Regions from separate parts of the Drosophila melanogaster genome. Here region 2 is linked to region 1. Evidence: chromatin contacts called from public HiChIP or PLAC-seq data. All regions are on one chromosome and are shown on one strand. Each heading gives the region's core, a stretch centred on a gene start, on an enhancer-like site or on the middle of the called end of the contact. The rest is flanking DNA. Distances are from core to core; before and after follow the strand shown.

What was found. HiChIP or PLAC-seq counts read pairs in DNA pulled down with a chosen protein or histone mark.
Region 2: a contact with region 1 is called in a Psq HiChIP or PLAC-seq map of the Kc167 cell line, with 2.1 times the contacts expected there. The contact joins the promoter of Chsy here to the promoter of lncRNA:CR44888 in region 1. A contact is called at or near these places in 1 of 1 datasets of contacts at CTCF or cohesin (the Kc167 cell line), 4 of 107 Hi-C or Micro-C datasets (the Kc167 cell line, the OSC cell line, the S2 cell line and 1 more) and 2 of 6 datasets of contacts at active chromatin or transcription factors (both in the Kc167 cell line).

Annotation. Positions count from the first base shown.
Region 1 is chrX:15,496,300-15,499,285 of dm6, reverse strand. It overlaps lncRNA:CR44888 (long non-coding RNA:CR44888), which reads left to right and starts at 1,424. Exons shown (of 1, transcript NR_123918.1): 1 at 1,424-1,763. The region is part of intron 2 of Gmap (Golgi microtubule-associated protein); the gene reads right to left.
Region 2 is chrX:15,592,075-15,595,060 of dm6, reverse strand. It overlaps Chsy (Chondroitin sulfate synthase), which reads left to right and starts at 1,527. Exons shown (of 5, transcript NM_206717.3): 1 at 1,527-2,104.

The DNA of each region.
Region 1 (2,986 bases), core at 175-2,674:
TAGGTTTTGTTCGAAAAAAAAATGAGGAAAAAACAAGAGTCAAATGTAATGCAACTTTTCACTTAATTACGCGATACAATTTTAAGGCAGCGATACAAAAAAAAATTAGTTAAACTTATTGTTCTGTTTAGGATATATATGTTTCAAACTTTATAATGGGTTTTCGGTTTCGAGGGGGTGGCAACGCCGCACCGACGCGAGCAGCGATTGCGACCGAGGCAACGGAGGAGCGATAATACCGGTACGTCCGATCCGCTGAGCGAGCGATCGACGAGTGATTGTTGCGTGCAGTGCGCCGGTGGAAATAGCGACCGGCGGCGATCGCATGCGACGGAACTGCAGCCGAAGCCGCACACGAAGCCAGTGCCGAAGTCGTCGAGCCGAGCACACGAAGCGCAGCACGAAGCGCCATCGGTGGGGAAAGAGCGAGCGAAAGAGACGACAGATGGCGCGAATAAGGATCATCATATCTTTGAAACGAACTCAGGCTAAGTGGGAACTATTAAAACCGTTTGAAGTTCTAGTTTCTAACTATATATTTGGTTATATGTGTTATGTGTAAAGGATTCTCTAAAGTCGAGCTACGCTAATCTATATTATATAATATAACAAATTATTATTACCAAGCTTTAATATCAATTTTATTATCTGGTACCCATCAAAAACATATTACCAGCATATCAAAAGCATACCTATTACACAGTTACTTGCTTTATCGAATTCCAGCACGTCACGTTAGAGTTTCACATCATTAAATGAATGATTAGCGTTTTTGCGTTTGAATTATATTTTTATTGCTTAGCAACTATGGTCATACTGATCCCATTAGATATACTTTAAAACTGCGTGATGAAAGCAAGACTTTGATGAGTTTGGTGAGTTTGGATCCCAGTTTAAAAACAGTTCAAAGGACATAGCCATTGAGTTGATGAACCCGACCAATCGCGACTATGATTCATAACTCTGATTCATTTGAAAGGTATAAAATCAGAGATAAAGACCGCGCTGGGTGGGGAGATAGCAGCGACGGGGTTAATGGATAAAATGGTAAGACATTTATCATGACAGCCGTACATAACCTCACTCGGCGGTGGGATGGATGTGGGTACATGGGCATTTGTACATGGATTCGGATATATGTATGTATGTGTACATATGTATGGCGATATGCACACGTAGCCAGCAACTTCGACTTGCTCTCCATTTCAAAACTCAAATAATGCGCGTCGGCTATTTAACTTGAAATTAAGCGACGTTTGTTGTTGTTTTTATTTATTTTCTTTTTTTTTCTTTTTGTGTTGTTTAAAGAATTGCTTATGTGTGTGCGTGTGTGTGTGTGTGCGATGGTGTTGTTGTCGCTATTGTTGTTGTACCGCTGGAGACGGCTTTATTTGCTTATTTTGCTCATTTTGTTTGTTCTCAGCGCTCAGTGATGTATGCTCTCTGCTGGCCGCTCTCCGATCGCCTCAATCGTCTGTACCGCCTCTGCTGCCCCGCCCCCAAACCGTCCTACCGCCCCTCTGCCACTTCTGGCGACGCTGCACCGCCGTCTAAAATACACCTACAGTCCGACAACTCTATGACGATCTTTGAAAACCGTAATCTCAAGACCCGAAATTCCCAAAATCTTTCTAACGTGCATTGCTTTGAATAAAGAGCCAGTTCTATTCATCAGCAACTTTGAACCCGTACCAAAATTTCATAATAAAGTGGAATTAGCATCTTTAACATGCTGCAATTGACAATATTTCCTAGCTTAAGACCCTACACTGTATTGGCTGAGCTCTCCTAAGACTCCCCTCATTTGAGTTCCTTTTGGGAGAGTCCAGAGATAGAGATAGCAAGTTGTTAAAAGAAAACAAATAAGCCCGCGTATCGTTGCATGGAGGGGGGGGGGGGAGTAGTTGAAAAAAGGTTTGGCTTAGAAAGGGACGGCAGGATGCGACAAAAAGCTGGCTACATAGGCATTACGTGCCATTTAGATAGACCAGTCGCGTTTCCTTGCTTTCCCAAGAGATTTGATGAAGAAAGACGACACCCGGACAACGCATGTAGTTTCATCTTTTCGCTGTGCAAGCACAATTCCAAACTGCCTCGCCGTAATTCAGAGTATATTTTCGGCTATATCATCTATGTAGTATATGATATATGGTATTATATGGTATATGGTATATGCGGTTCTCTAGTGGTTCCATATGGCCACGTCGTTGACTTTAAGCGGGCTGTTGTTACTGGTGTTTCTGTACGGTTTCGGTTTCTGTTTCTGTTTCAGTTGCTGTTTTCACTGTTTCTGTTGTATTTGTTACTGGCGCAATCGAGCGTCTGTGTTTAATTAGCAGATAAAAATACAGTCAACCCATGAAGGTAGAAATACACACAGCACACACAATCGTCTAGACCCCAAGCCCATAGTGGCCATCTCTTTCGCACCTTTTTGGTTGGGCAGGAAGAGTATGGGTATGGGGAGGGCGAGGGGGAAAGGGGGAACACTATCAATGCTTGGTGATATATATGTAAGTATGTACAAAATGTAGGTATATGTCATTATATACTGGCAGCAAACACGTTGCAGGCGTTAATTAGTTTTGGGGGCTTTTCTTTTATCAGCAATGGGAGGAAAAAAAAAAGCAACTGTAACAACAGCCAGCACAACAATGCGCAACACCAGTACACAGATGCACACACACACACACACAAACACATACACACACACACATCTGCACGCTTTTCAAATGCATTTCGTTCGGTTGCGAGTGCAAAGCGAATTGTTCAAAGGGGGGACCCTTGTACTTAGCTTCCTTGTTCCACGTTCATATCAATCGGGCGTGCAAGTTAACAGTGGCGTTAACATGCGTTAAGTACAGTACACCACACACACAACCCCCGCTCCCCCTCCCCACCCGTTGCAATAACTAAAGCTCCACCAACCCTGCCACGCCTCACTCCCCCTTGCCCATATCCCACACAAAAGTCACCGTCTTTGTGG
Region 2 (2,986 bases), core at 278-2,777, 96 kb before region 1:
TTGCTCAGCGATTTCAATCAATGATTGATCGCTTTTTCGGAGGGGGCTTTTCCAGGTGAGAAACTCGAAGGGTGGAACCTTCAATGGCTTACGTGATATCCTTCCATCTGATGACCAAGCGAATTAATTTCTCAATTATTATTATTAATTAATTTCAATCAATTATTATTATTAACAATTTTGCACTGTTTTGAAAATGCAATGTCATTTTTATCATATAAATATATGTAGGACTAGCGCGAAATCTAAAGAATTGTTAATCTATAGCGTATGCGAAAGTATAAAAAATGTAGATACAAAATAAATATACATTACAGTCTTACTTACATGTATATATTCTTGTTATATTTGACATAGCACAAAAGCGCCAGCTAGGCGGGTATTTATAAAACTACAATTTACATTTCTCATCAGTTAAAGAGATGGCGCATTTCAAAGTGGCGCCATCGAATGTCTTAAATGAATACTAAGATTTGCAGATCAATTTGAAAATTTTGTATCTAACTATATAACATGCTGAAATAAGGTTAGAGAAAATACCCAGCGTACTTATTAAAAAATATCAAGCATTAGCTTTCAAAAAAATATATAATATAGTTCCAACCTCGCAATTCTTTTACATATTTAATGCACATTTTTTGGCAAGCGATTTATTGGAATTGAATTCTGCGAACTATAAAACGGAGTAACGAAGCGAATGATTTCGGGCCACATGTTGCCATGAGCCAGAAAAAAAGGAATTACCAAACAGGCGGTGCGATGAGCAGGCCACTCAACATTCTGCTATTAGATACAGATACAGATACACCCGTCTCTCCGAAAAGCAAAGATACGCACTGAGAGAAACCGCCGGTGGCACAACCAGCTGTTAGCTGCTCTCTCGCTAAATTTACTACTTTCATTTGTGAATATTCCGTTTTTTAAATTTGTCTCTTCTTTAATTTTTGAATAAGACATTCTTACAAAATAAATCATATTATCATATTCATATGATATGATATCATATTATTATTATTATTTTTTTAATGTGCAACATAAAACTAAAGTAAAACGAAATGTACCAATTTCTTACCAATAAGAATTATTAATATTTTTTCATATGGTATCCTAGTACATTTAGCCAATTTTCTTCCGGAAAGTATCTATAAACATTTGTTAGGTTACTAAGTATCTGTGCTCTTAACTACGTAACTATTTTATAACTATACATCAAGAAAGTCGGATACAATAAAGTGGATATAGCAGTAATGGTTCAACAGCGATCACCGACGCATCTCTGACGCAGTGCAGAAAGAGAGAGAGAGAGAGAGGGAGAGAGCTGAAAAGTATCTGAGAGATACTTTCGCAAAGGTGGCCGCGTTCGGTCGAGCGATCCGATTCCGATTCCGATTCCGACGCAGTTCGTCGACGGCGGTGCGACTACTTCTCGGATGGATTGGTTAGTTCTTGCAAGGCGCTCAACGTTTTTCGCCGCTTCTATCGGTGGTCGCTGTTAAGATATTTATTGGGAGACATGAAAACCGAAAACGCAACAGTTTGTTAAATAATTTAATTCGCCGCTGCGAAGGAAAAAAGTGAAATTGCACATTACGAAGTTGGCTTAATTATTTTATGTGCGTGTTGGCTGGTGTGTTGAAAACTTCATTAAGTTTTTTTTTTTTCGTGAAACGACCTTTGCGAACTTATCGTCGTAACCAGCGAAAAAAAAAGCAAATAGGCAGGGACAACAACAGCGAGGGCTAATAATAATTAAAACAGCGTGTTGTGTTGTTGTCTGCTTGCCGAATTGTCGCTGTGTGCGTGCCCGAGTATCTGTGTGTGAGCCACTGAGCCACTGTGTGTGTGTGTGTGTGTGCGAGTGTGTGTGCCTGTATGGGAGTATTATCTCTCAACAATTGCGTACCCCTAGTCAAGATCCTCCACTTCGCAATTGGGATACTCCCACTCCACTTACGTACATGCATATGTATCTACTCGTCATACTACCCGATCATCCGATAGATGCGAATTGTCAGCAAGAACCCAGTTAAACCGGCAAAAAAAAAAGGCGGCAAAAGTGCTGACCCAGCATTCGACGGCAACCTGATCGGATCACTTGGAACAGGTGAGTTGCTGCTCGGCATTTCAATTAAGGCCGATATCTGAGGCATGTCCATACGAGCACCCAACTTGTTAAGCAAATCTATCCAGGGTTTACTTTGTATCTTTAAAATCTGTATATTTATTAAAAAATATAGTTACTATTGCTTCTTTCATGAAACCCTAACATATAATATAGAAATAATATGCAATTCTATTGTGACAGGGAAGAAAATCCACATAAATATTTGCCAAATTACTTGGAATATATACCACAACTTTTATCTCTCTGCTTAATCCGATTAAAAAATATATAAAAAAAATGGTAGTCCATCAGGACTACCAATGTTCACCATATGGGCCTTTTAAAAAATATTTCCTTCTTGCTAGTCGAAAAAAAAAAAAAACAAATATATTAAAAATAGAACAGAAGTACAATCAAATCCGAGAAATCGCGCTGTCCCCTGGCGAAAATGAAAATGGGCAACAACCCAGACTTGTTTAAAATCTCGGCAATTTGCTGTCAAGGTCCGAGAATCCGAAACGAGACTCAAACCGAACACTTGGGCATTAAAAAGTTCATTAAACGAATCCCGCCTGGATTCTCATACCCTTCCACCGGCGCAGCTGATTATTCTCAGACAGATAAGAATTTAAAAATATATTTACCTACAATATACAATATACAATAAGTCAAAGCACTTACTTTAAAGCAGTGCCTTATCTATGGTGCGGCCATAGAAAATAAAAGTTAAGTTAAGATCGCAGAGACCGAAAGTTGCATAAGCAGCTAACTAATGGTACGCCCAGGTCTCACCTGTACAGGTGACTCAATGGATGGCGAGGAGGTCAGCTGGCGAGCAGAATGCTTGTGCGTCCAAGCTACACTGCGAGAAATGTGCCAAGA